3 separate regions of the Mus musculus genome follow, and regions 1 and 3 are each linked to region 2. Evidence: chromatin contacts called from public Hi-C and HiChIP or PLAC-seq data. All regions are on one chromosome and are shown on one strand. Each heading gives the region's core, a stretch centred on a gene start, on an enhancer-like site or on the middle of the called end of the contact. The rest is flanking DNA. Distances are from core to core; before and after follow the strand shown. Region 1 holds the start of Naa20 (N(alpha)-acetyltransferase 20, NatB catalytic subunit). Region 2 overlaps BC039771 (cDNA sequence BC039771). Region 3 overlaps Rin2 (Ras and Rab interactor 2).

Region 1 (4,020 bases), core at 1,049-3,548, 170 kb after region 2:
AAACTAAACTAAAATTTTATTATATTTAAAATACTTAGAAACCTTATGGTTATAAACCAGAATCAGAAGAAAATTATGAATATCATCCAAACTTCACAACCAGCTAGTTCAAATCAACACTGGATCATGTCAGAAAAAAAAAAGTTGCAAAATATTTTGACATGGCCAATTAAAACAAAAAGCAATACTGGATACCCCAAGTAGTAAACTCTTCTGAGTTTCATTTTTATTATCTTCCACTTCTTTGTACAAATCTGTGAGATGCAGAAAATGGATATTGATGAAAGATTCTTGACCCATAAGAATACGAGTGTCCCATGTGCTGTCCAGTGGAGAAGTAAGAGGACACTGCCCTGTGGATGCTGACCAGCGGTCCTGAGCACCTTGGCCATTTATTTACTCTGTTTTTTATTGATGTTTGACACAGGGTCTTGCTATGTAGCACAGGCTGGTCTGGAAGACAAGATTCTCCTTCATCTTTCTAAGTCCTGGGATCATGTTTGAATATGCTGTGTGTATTTTACTTATAGTTTTCTTTGTATAATGATACACTTATTCATGAAAAAAAGCAAATTTACTTACATTCACTGGCTTAAAACATTTTTATTCTTGAGAATTTCATACACACATACAATGAAATATGAGCATATATACACCCATCAAATTCATATTCCCCCACATGTCCCCCCCTCTCAATTTTGTCTTTGTTTTAACCACATGCATTTAAAATTTTCCTTGAGTAGACTACCATATCTCTCTTACTGGTTAGTTCAGACTCTTTCTGACTTTGTCCATTTTTTCCATTTGTATAAGCATCATAACCTCAACTTCCCTCAAAAATATATTTTACTGTTCATTTCATGGCATATTTTGCCAAAGTAAGTGAATAGAGGGTAGAAGCTGAACTCATGGTGTCAAACTCCACCTTTCTACCATAGTAGCAGTTATATATATACTTTCGGGCCTGTCATACCCATGTTTACAATTATTCATTGTATAATTTACTTCATCAGGCTTAGAGACAAAGCTTGGCGAGGAGCCACTGGGACTACCTGCTCTTTCAACCATTTGCTTTCTTCTCCACCACACCTGGCCCTCAGGTTTGGCCAAGGAATTCCCAAGACACCTGCGGAGCAACTGAGTCCCAAAGGAGTTGGGGATGTGAGTCTGCTGTAATGTAGGCATCTCGCTGAGTTGGATTGGTTTGAGCTCAGCAGCATGTTCTCCAGGACCACCCCAACTGCTGGTAAGGAGAAGAGGGGAAGGCAGCTTCACAGCCCGACAGTACATAGTCTCCTCAGTCACTGGGTCTATGCCGTGGAGACGCTGGGCTGGTGCTTAAAATGTAGCAGGCCAGATGAAAGAATGTAATTCCTAATGGTTAACTTTCAACTTAGACATGAGATAATGTTTCATTTGGTTATTTGGAAACATGTTTGGATTACTTTGATAGCTCTATCATCTTGTATGCATGTATTTGAGACGGTCACACTATGTGTCCTTGACTGGCCTGGAACTCACTATATAGACCAGGGTTTTCGAGGCTCACTAACAGCCTCTTGTCTCTGTCTCCTTACTACTGGGATTACAGGTGTAAGGCACTATTCCTGGCTTGATCTGCTCTTTAATCACACATTTATTAAAATCAGCATCGAAAACAAATAGTTCTGATCATTTTTCTCTCGGATTAAAATAAACTGCAAATATATGGACCAGATTTCAAAGTCTTATTGCCAAAATAAGATAAGATATTCACATTTTTTATACAGATAATCTTTCTTTCTTTCTTTCTTTCTTTCTTTCTTTCTTTCTTTCTCTTTCTCTCTCTCTCTCTCTCTCTCTCTTTCTTTCTTTCTTTCTTTCTTTCTGTTCTTCCTTCCTTCCTTTCTTTTTCTTCCTCTCTCTCTCTTTCTCTCCCTCCCTCTCTCCCTCCTTTCCTTCCTTCTTTCCTTCCTTTCTTCTAAATAATTTTAATGTGCTAGAAAATTTAAGGTCACATCCCTGGTTCATGACAGTGGTTGAGAGAAGAGGCCCTGAGCCATCCTTTTAGGGATCACTTCCTAACTCACCCTGTGAAGCATCTTTGTAGTTTTGAAGCTTGCTTTTACGATTTGGCTCTCTGACTCCAGCTTCTTTCTCCTTGTTACTACTCTGCCTACTTTTTGGAAAGGGTCTGCGGGGCGCGGATCATTAAGGCAATTGCTGATTTCAGCCGCCAGAGAGAGCTACGACGCTACTCTTGTTGCCCAGCAACCTCTGGTCCGGAAGTAGTTCTTTGTCCCACCCCATGGCGGCCGCGGGCGCGAGTACTTCCGGTAGTGCGGGCGCGGGGTCGCGCCGAGCGGGTTGGAGGCTGGCGGCGGCGCAATGACCACGCTCCGGGCCTTCACCTGCGACGACCTGTTCCGCTTCAACAACATGTGAGTGAGGCACGGCCGGCCTCTGTCTTCGCGGCGCGGGACGGGGTCAGCCTCGCGGGGCCGTGGGCCGGGTGGACGCTGCGCGGGCGCGCTGACCGGTGACCTTGGCCGAGGCGCGGCGCTCCCGGTGCGCCCGGGATGATGCGGAGCCGGGCTGGACACCCCGCGCCCGCTCCCTGAGGCGGCCTCACTGCGGAGGGAGGGCGGGGAAGGAGCGCGGTCCTGGTTAAATTGTATCCCAGTGAAGTAACCTTGCGATGCTCCGGGCCCTCTCAGCAAGTTGTGGTTTGTGCTTGGTAGTTACAGTAGCGGAGCGCCCAAAGTAGACTGCCTTGGGTTTTTTTCTTTTTCTCTTAAAAAAAAAAAAAAAAAAAAAAAAAAGACAGGGTTCATTTCGTATCCCTGGGCTCCAGGAACTCTCTGTAGACGAGGCTGGCCTAAACCTCACAGATATGTCTTCCTGTCTTACTAGTGCTGGGATTAAAGGCATGCCCCACCACACCCAGCTAGACTACATTTTTTTTTTTTTGGTTGGGGATCCAATGTACTGAAGACTCCCCGGTGCTGTGTGGTTTCTTTTCAGTCCAAAATTTAAAAACCCGTGATTTGCCGTTCTCCCCTTCTCGCTTTTTAAAAAGAAAAAAAAATTTAGTTTGGAATCCAAATTATGACCATTTAAAAAGCTCAGCATTTCACCGCGAACTCCTGTAGACACATGACCTCGGTTATTTGCTTGATATAACGTAGTAAGAAGTATGGACCGGAAGGTTTAGGTAACAGAAGGGAAGAAACTCTGGGATGATGGACATTTCAAAGAGGGGATGAACCTTGATGAAGGAAATTTGGCAAGGAGGAAACTCTGGAGAAGGCTGCAGGAAAATGGAGTGTGAAGCAGGGTAGGCCTTTGCTTCAGGTGAAGCCAGGTTTAATTATCGTGTTTAATTGGTTCAGATCCGATCTTGTGAGATTTCGGTTAGGTCCCGCTTGTGTTGAATCCTCTGTGCATTTTAGTACTTGTGGCAGGCGCTCATGTAATAATAGGCCCTTAAATCTTCACAAATTCTGTCATGTGCTGATGTCCTCAGTTTCTGGGTGAGGGAAGGGATTGCACACACAGAACCCTGACGTGGAGTAGGTGGAGACTGGCCCTGGTGGTTGTTAAAAAATTGGTCCCATGGAGCTGGAGATGGTTCAGTTGTTAAAAGTACTGGGTGCTCTTCCAGAGGACAGGGGTTCACTCCACATGGAGGCTCACACTTGATTGTAATACTAGTTCCAAGAAGCTGCTGGCCTTTCCTGGCTTGAGTAAGCACCAGGTATGCATGTAACACACAGACATATAAAACCCATACCCATTCAATAAATGAAAAAGGTTGATCCTGGCACTCAGGCTGAGGTTGGAGGATCACAAGTCTGAGATCCTTTGGTATCCACAGGAGATTGATTCTATGATACACCAAGATTCAGTGATGTGCAACCCCCTTATTGCAATGGAGTGGTATGCAAATAGCCCAAGCACTTCCATGTACTGTAAATCAATAGAATACTTATATAGTACAACGTACATATTTTATAAGTGCTTCCAATACGGTTGTATTAG
Region 2 (4,073 bases), core at 1,365-3,864:
AAGATGGTTAGCGTCACCAAAAGCATCTAACGGAAGGGCAAAGGGGAATTGGATTGTCAGTCGTTGGCCAGAGACAGTGATTGTTGGGCGGCAGCTCAGTGGATCTTTTTAAATGGAGAAAGCCTCCTTAACCGCTGGGAATGGGTAGCAGGTGATTAGAAAAGACGTGGAGGCGCTTTTTACTATCTTCCTCTCTCCAGTAGCAGGGTATAGAGGAGAATTGCCAGCCATACAAAGTTCCCATGGCAGTGGGCTATCAGACCAGGAAGGGACTAAGCATGCTCAATAACACATGTGCTCCATGCTGGGTATCTCAGTGTGTTCCCCTCCACAGTGGCCTCTGCCCCTTGGCTCCTCTTGCCCACCAGTCTTCTCTTTTGACATCAAACCCTTACCTTCTCAGCATTTCTCATAGAATAAAAGTGAGCCAAACACATGCCTGTGACTGAGTTAAAACAGCCACCAGTGAGTGAGTTATCCAATATCAGATGACATTTTTTAAAAAATGAGGCAGAAAAAGACTGTTGTTCAATTTATTTGCTGTCTCCTGATACTCAGTGAGACCCACCTTGTCATTTACTGAATCCTATGGAGCCTCACAGTGCACAGGATGCTGCTCGGGGCTAAGGGAAGTTCATCATGAGCCAAAGTCCTTCGACACGTTTCCTCAAGACACTTCTATTGTGGCAGAAGAAATGCGTGATGATGATTAGAGGCCCACCATGGGGTCTTGGCTATAATAAGCTACAATATTAAGTAAGTGAGGCAGAAGTTGGTGAGTGCAGATTCTGGAATGGTACACTCCAGAAGATTAACAAGTAGGGCTGAGGCTTTAAAATTCTCTCTTCTACATTTTCGATGGCTTTGTTTTGCTTTTGTGATAAAAATGATACTTTTGGTGTAAAAAAAAAACAGATTTAAATTCACCCACGATGAGCTGTTATATCATAATTCTGTAGCCAAAAATATTGACAAGTTCAACCAGAAAATACTGTCTTTATGTCTGGGGTATAGTTTTAACATGTTTTAAGGAGGGAGGCATTTGGAAACATAGATAACTTATAGAAAACTAGATGTGTTGGTAATATGATCCCAAATGTTTCATGTGAAATGATCGATAATATCTTTGGGTCTTACTAAGTGACAAAATGTGCTGTGTAGTTTAGAATAAAACACGGTATCCTTAAATGCTGAACACAGAAAGCAAGTGTTTCTCGTGTTTGCTCTGAACCGTTTCATGGCAGGTGAGACGTAAATGTGTACTTGAAAAGTCACAAGTGGGGTGTGAAAGCAGGGATTGCTGAGGTTTGAGAAGCTTGGCCGTAGGAGATTCACAAACGTGGGGAAGAGAGTCACCCAAAGCCAGCCACTCTGACGCTATCTATACCCAGGCTGTCTGCTGCAGGCTCGACTCTCTTGAGCATTTAGGTTTGTGAGTGGTACGTGGATAGGTGACCGTGCTGTACACCTCCTCTGCCCTCTTTTTTTCTCTTCCTCGGTGCCTCCACCAGCCCGATGCTTCCTGATCCTGACTCATGGTGACTGTTCACAGCAACTGCTGCAGTCATGTAACATTCTACCCAAGGCTGCTCCCCCTCCCCACCCACATTGTTAAAGTCATTCAGCCCCTGATTTTTAAAGTCTACATGCTCATCTATAGGGCCAAAATAAACTAGATCCCCTCCAAACATTAATTCAATACTATGAATTAATTTTATGAAATTTGGCTATGTCTTGTTTTTCTACTCACAAAGAGGCTCAACATTTGTTTCTGCGTGGTTGTAATAAGCTCATACATCGAGTCTGAGCTTCATGGCTTTGTGTTTGCTTCCAGAAGGTTCCATAGTGATGGATTCCAGTAACTTTGAAGATTGCTTGTGAGATAATCAGATTTGTTTGTTTTGGTTTTTTTTTTTATTTCATTTGAATGGATTTAATCTTATCCTCTTATCTAAAGCTATTAAGTAATTCATTTTGAGAATTAAATTATGCTAGAGAAAAGACAATACAGCAGAAGCTTTTATATGTAAAGATAAAAGGAATATAAAGCAAAAAGTCAAAGTTTCAAAGTTTGGTGGTATGCAAAAGAAATCAAAGAAGGCATATAAAGGAATGTTGAAGAGTATCAAAAACTATTACATTGCTCCCCTTTGCTTCTCACCACTCCTGAGTTTGCTGACAAGAGTTCAGTTGTTTTGTGCAGTTGCACTGGGACGATGCTGGTTTACTTTGTCATCATTGCGTTTCTTTGTTTTGGAAAGTCACTTTTCTGCTGCTCCTTTACACGCCATAAAAGCGGAAGCCACCCCGACATTCTCGGTGTGGTATTTGCTGATACTGAAGTGTGTTTATGTGGTTTCAATCTGTAGTCCCCAAACCCCTGCTCCTTAACCTTTTCTTTTGGATAATGTGAATCATGGTTCGTTTTTGTTTTTTGTTTTGTTTTTTTTTCTTCTACCCTCGGCTCCATGATTCAGAACCATTCACTTCCTCAGGATCACTAAATTGCCCCCACAGCCCTCTGGGAAGCTGATTTGTCATGACTGAGCAAGCCACCTTGTGTGCCATTGGCCAGCACCAGCTGAATAGCTACCCTGAGGGAGTGGGATAAAGGTGGCCGCCACATCCTGCTTTGGGGAAGTGACAAAAGGCCCAGTCTTGAGGATGTGTCTGCTTTGTAGCAGTGCATGGGTTCCTCTTTATTTATAATGTACAGATAAATCTCATATTGAGAAAAGACAAAGCTGTCTCATTGGTGGACTCACTTCTACTCACAAGGTGCAGTTATAAGAGTTGAGCATCACCATCCCCACGGGTTCATGGTACATGTTTGTGAGTGACTTGAATTTTACCATATAGATGCAGCTTTGAAAAACTTGGAACGGATTCATATACCCCAAACACATTTGAACTTACTTGAGTCTAATTTCAGAGAAATTCGAGGCAAGAGTTTTTTTTTTTTTTTTTTTTTTTTTTTTTCTGTCCCTCCTTAGACGAGACGTACCAAGTCATTCTGAAAGTGGTACCTTAGTTACGCTCAGGTATTTTCAGTAGTTTCCACTCCGTGTCATCTTGTCCATAGAAAGCTCGAGATTATCAGCCCCAAAGGTAGATGGGACCCCACCTCTACATGAGGCCCTTTTCTTACTTATTGTAAAACAAACCTTTCAGGTTCATGAGACAAAGTAGTTTAAGAATGGGGACAAACATGTAAAGTAGTTACAGGCTGGACACGTGTCAGAAGGTCAGTTTTGCTTTCAGCTTTAGGTAGTGTTAAGACTGAGTTTTTAAAAAAGATTTATTTATTTGTATTATGTATCTGAGTACACCGTAGCTGTGCAGATGGTTGTAAGCTATCATGTGGTTGCGGGAAATTGAACTCAGGACCTCTGCTCGCTTCGGCCCAAAGATTGATTTATTATTATATGTAAGTACACTGTAGCTGTCTTGAGACACAGCAGAAGAAGGCGTCAGATCTCATTACGGATGGTTGCTGGGATTTGAACTCAGGACCTTTGGAAGAGGAGTCAGTGCTCTTAACCGCTGAACCATCTCTCCAGCCCAAGACTGAATTTTTACCTCAGGTTTCCTGTAAGCTTCCCAACATGGAAACTTAGGGATAGAAACACTGGTAGCAAACAGTGCCTCCTGGAAAGGGGTGGATGTCACTGACCCTAAGCTGAGTCACAAGCATACAAAGCTGGATCAAGAGACAGAGAGAAGGCTCGGTCTGTAAAGGCCCTTACCACCAAGCCTGGCAAAATGGAAGCTGAAAGATACTGGAAAATTACCTTTATATTTTCAAAATTAAAATCACTCCATGGTCAGTAGCTTGTTTGGGGTCAGGTACTGTGGAGGGCCAAGGCTGAGGATCAAGTTCTCATGGATTGGATGTAGAGTCTGAGCTTCAGTCAAGAGCTAAAAGCACACATTGGCATTCAAATCCTGATTGCTGTGAATTTCAGTAGTAGTGAAGTGTTATGTTACCTGTCAGACCTATAAAGATTTAATAATTGTTAATGCTCATAGTTTAAAAGAGGTTGTGACATGGTTTAAAATACACACAAAAAAAC
Region 3 (3,734 bases), core at 525-3,024, 130 kb after region 2:
TTTCGACGGTTTAAGATGAAACATTTCCAGAGTAAAAAAATAATAATAATAATAATGTAAGAGAGAGTCACCAGCCAAGTAATTACAAACCTTCTCTCTCTCCATTTTGCTTGCAACAGGGACGTTTTGCCATTCACCTTGAAGCTGCCTTATGCCATTTCAACAGCCAAGACGGAGTCTCAGCTTGAAGAACTAGCCCAACTGGGACTAAGTAAGTGGGTGTCCGTGCATGGCTCTATCTTAAAATGAATCCCTTGTGGCCCCATGCTACATCAAAAACACTTGTAAGAATCTCACTTCCATAACAAAATGCAGCTCATGGAACCATGAGGTCCCTGAGTCACATTTTCTAGGATTCATTACCCAATGCCCATCCGACTCTCAAATACTGGAGCTAAGTGTGCCTCGGTAACCCCTAAATCTCCTCTCATCAAACTAGCAGGGCTCCCCAGAAGTAGTGAGCTCAGCATAAGCCTGTTTGAGATGCCAGAGCCTTCCCTTCCTGTGGCGTCTTTCTGGGGAAAGGCAGCACTAAGGGAAAGAGAGGTGCAGTGTGGGGCTTTTATCCTCAGTGGTACAGAGGCACCTCTGCTACTCTGGTGCTGTGAGGAGAGTAAGGATGAAGATCTCTTAATGACACCTGTCTCTTCCCCTCTTAATCAGCTATACACACACACACACACACACACACACACACACACACACACACACACACACACTGCTGTGGGCCATGTCCCTCATCCTACCTAAGGTCCTTACTCAGGCAGGTGGGACTCACTGTAAGTCTGCTTCTGCTAGTCGCCCCACCCCCACCCCACAGCAAGATTCTACCACACAGTGGCTGACAATACACACAGTTCACCTGGTTTGACTTTACCCCAATGCTCTGGCAGAATCAGTATGAGTTTAACTTTAGTTAAAATATTTTCCTCCTAGATGGAAAGAGAATTCTTTTTAAGATTTTAGGACTTTGGTTTTTGGATAGGTTGACAATCAGACTACACAGTGTTTGATGTCTAGAACCTAATATGAACACACACACACACAGACACACACACTCACTCTGTATCCCTAGTCTACCCCCTGTAGGGATGGGACCCTTGAATGCCGTTTTCCCTCTTTGTTGGGTTTTAATGCTGAATCTGTAAAACCACAAGTAGGTTGTGTAATATCCCCCAGGCCCAGCTGCTGGTCCTACCTCATAAAGGGGAACTTGGAGGCCAGATGGATTCCTTGGCTGGCCGCCTCCTCCTTGGAGGGCACCCGGGAGAAGTAGATTGGAAAGGGTGGCGTTGCTCTCTAGGCTAAGTGGGATTTTGAAAAGCACAGGCTCAGTAGTTCCGTGTCTTTTACGAGCTTATCCTGGACTCATTCCAGTTTTCTTTGTCCTTCTTACCTGTGTGAAGGGCTGGGCTGGAGCTGCCTGTTGGCTCAGCCAACCTTTCTCAAAGGCTTTGAAGGTGAGAGGCCCCTGGTGGCGTCTCCCTGTGAACCCATAGCTGCCTTCATGCCCTTTCCAGTAAGGGAAAGGGGGGCGGAGAGGATCAAAGGAAAAAAGCAGACCCCAAGTTAAGCCCCTGTTGCCCCACAGTGTGTGTGTGTGTGTGTGTGTGTGTGTGTGTGTGTGTGTGTGTAGGAATGTCCCGAGTGCACTATATTTACATTCTTGTCTTTGCTGATAATGACTTACAGATTTTTGGAGCTCCTCGGCAGACAACAAACCCCTGAACTCCCCACCTCCCCATAGGCCTCTTCCCTCAGCCGGCATCTGCCCTGCCTCCTTGCGTCAGCTCTGCCTTATAAATGGAGTGCATTCTATAAAAACCAGGACGCCTTCGGAGCTGGAGTGCAGCCAGACCAACGGAGCCTTGTGTTTTATTAATCCTCTTTTCTTGAAAGTGCACAGCCAGGACCTCAGCACAGGCCCAAAGCGGCCGAGCACAAGGACTCCCAACGCGAATGGCACCGAGAGACCTCGGTCCCCCCCACCCAGGCCCCCGCCACCCGCTATTAATAGTCTGCACACAAGCCCTGGGCTATCCAGGACTGAACCCCAGACGAGCATGCCAGAAACAGTCAACCATAGCAAACATGGGAACGTAGCTCTGCTTGGAACAAAACCAACTCCCATCCCTCCACCCCGGCTGAAGAAGCAGGCTTCTTTTTTGGAAGCAGAAAGCAGCGCCAAGACCTTGACTGCCCGCCGGCCCAGCCGGAGGTCGGAGCCGGAGCCCGAGCTAGAGCTGGAGTTAGAGATGGGCACAGCTGGGCACGCAGGTGGAGCCCCGCCTAGGGACGCCCCCGGGGATTGCACAAGGGCGCCGCCGCCCGGCTCTGAATCACAGCCACCACCGTGCCATGGAGCCAGGCAGAGGCTGAGCGACATGAGCCTTTCCACTTCCTCCTCCGACTCGCTGGAGTTCGACCGGAGCATGCCTCTGTATGGGTACGAGGCTGACACCACCAGCAGCCTGGAGGACTACGAAGGGGAGAGTGACCAAGAGACCATGGCACCTCCCATCAAGTCCAAAAAGAAGAGGAACAGCTCTTTTGTGCTGCCCAAGCTTGTCAAGTCCCAGTTGCGAAAGATGAGCGGGGTGTTCAGCTCCTTCATGACCCCTGAGAAGCGGATGGTCCGCAGGATCGCCGAGCTGTCCCGGGACAAATGCACCTATTTTGGGTGCTTGGTGCAGGACTACGTGAGCTTCCTGAAGGAGAACAAGGAGTGCCATGTGTCCAGCACCGATATGCTGCAGACCATCCGGCAGTTTATGACCCAGGTCAAGAACTATTTGTCTCAGAGCTCTGAACTGGACCCCCCTATTGAGTCACTGATCCCAGAAGACCAAATTGGTAAGTGCCCTTCTACCCATTTCAGGCATAAAATGTACTGTAACCCTTGTCAGCCGGTGTGTCCTGTTAGTTGTCTGGGATGAAGTTTAACCTGGAGTTCCAAATGACACACTCTCCCATCTGAATTGAATGGAAAGATCTCCCTTTTTTAGGCAGATGCTACACACCAAGCTTCAGATGTTTAGAACTGCAGAAGGATTCTATCCAGGGGTGGGGGTTGTACCACTTTGAAAGGTCCCAGTTGCTGCCTGCTCTTGCTCTATGCGTGTGACACATCTGTTGAGCATTTTCTGGCTGTGCGTCCTTCTGTAACCTGCATGCTTACTGACAGTATTTTTCACTGTCTTTCCAGAGGTTGTGGGTGCTTTTGTTTTGTAGCATATGCTAGGAGTATGAAGACTAGGGGCGAGGTGGGGGGAGCACACCTGTGTCCAAGCCCCCCAACCCAGAGAAAAGAACACAGACCAACCCTCAGGGACCTTGTTCCTGTCCAGCCTCAAGTGGACCTCCCTGTTGGTTTTCATCCTACAGAGTCTGTATTAGGCAGTGTGGGAAGAAACAAGAAATAGGAAAGAGAAGTTTATTTGGTGTACCTTTAAGTGACATAATTCGAAGATCACATGAAAGGCATTCTCTCCAGAGTCAAGGGGAAATGCTTTCTTTGTAACCTCACAGGAGAGCTGAATTGTTACTTTGGTAAGCATCTTGCCAAGGCAAATTTGAATTTGGCAAGCAGTCTTTTTTTCCAGGGCGGGAGTAGCCAGGGTTTTTGTAGTTGTTGTTGCTGCTGCTGCTGTTGATCGTGTTGTTGTTTTGTTTTTGTTTCACGCATTGACTCTTAAAAGGTTAATTTCAGAGACTTCACTCAGTGGGCAGCAACA

The links. Hi-C and Micro-C count contacts between places; a contact is called where the count stands out from the background. HiChIP or PLAC-seq counts read pairs in DNA pulled down with a chosen protein or histone mark.
Region 1: a contact with region 2 is called in an H3K4me3 HiChIP or PLAC-seq map of bone marrow-derived macrophages, with 3 times the contacts expected there. The contact joins the promoter of Naa20 here to the enhancer-like site in region 2. A contact is called at or near these places in 6 of 39 promoter capture datasets (hippocampal neurons, liver, macrophages and 2 more), 2 of 484 Hi-C or Micro-C datasets (bone marrow-derived macrophages and nephron progenitors), 5 of 115 datasets of contacts at active chromatin or transcription factors (bone marrow-derived macrophages, embryonic stem cells, epiblast stem cells and 2 more) and 3 of 9 other capture datasets (adipose tissue, liver and macrophages).
Region 3: a contact with region 2 is called in a Hi-C map of bone marrow-derived macrophages, with 34 read pairs. The contact joins two enhancer-like sites. A contact is called at or near these places in 1 of 15 datasets of contacts at CTCF or cohesin (the NIH/3T3 cell line), 3 of 484 Hi-C or Micro-C datasets (bone marrow-derived macrophages, macrophages and uterus), 3 of 115 datasets of contacts at active chromatin or transcription factors (bone marrow-derived dendritic cells, microglia and pancreatic cancer cells) and 2 of 9 other capture datasets (adipose tissue and liver).

Annotation. Positions count from the first base shown.
Region 1 is chr2:145,900,943-145,904,962 of GRCm38.p6, forward strand. Naa20 (N(alpha)-acetyltransferase 20, NatB catalytic subunit) reads left to right here and starts at 2,299. Exons shown (of 6, transcript NM_001141965.1): 1 at 2,299-2,420. The coding sequence starts at 2,368.
Region 2 is chr2:145,728,082-145,732,154 of GRCm38.p6, forward strand. The region is part of intron 2 of BC039771 (cDNA sequence BC039771); the gene reads left to right. Among named protein-coding and RNA genes, the nearest start is that of Gm34513, 6.3 kb to the left of the region's middle. Within about 2 kb of position 2,615, at least 39 of the 459 cell types and tissues checked have an H3K27ac peak or open chromatin away from gene starts, as enhancers often do. A contact at or near this core is called in bone marrow-derived dendritic cells, bone marrow-derived macrophages and pancreatic cancer cells, where this site is marked.
Region 3 is chr2:145,858,322-145,862,055 of GRCm38.p6, forward strand. It overlaps Rin2 (Ras and Rab interactor 2), which reads left to right. Exons shown (of 13, transcript NM_028724.4): 8 at 120-211; 9 at 1,693-2,853. Among named protein-coding and RNA genes, the nearest start is that of Gm39954, 34 kb to the right of the region's middle. Within about 2 kb of position 1,775, at least 284 of the 459 cell types and tissues checked have an H3K27ac peak or open chromatin away from gene starts, as enhancers often do. A contact at or near this core is called in bone marrow-derived dendritic cells, bone marrow-derived macrophages and pancreatic cancer cells, where this site is marked.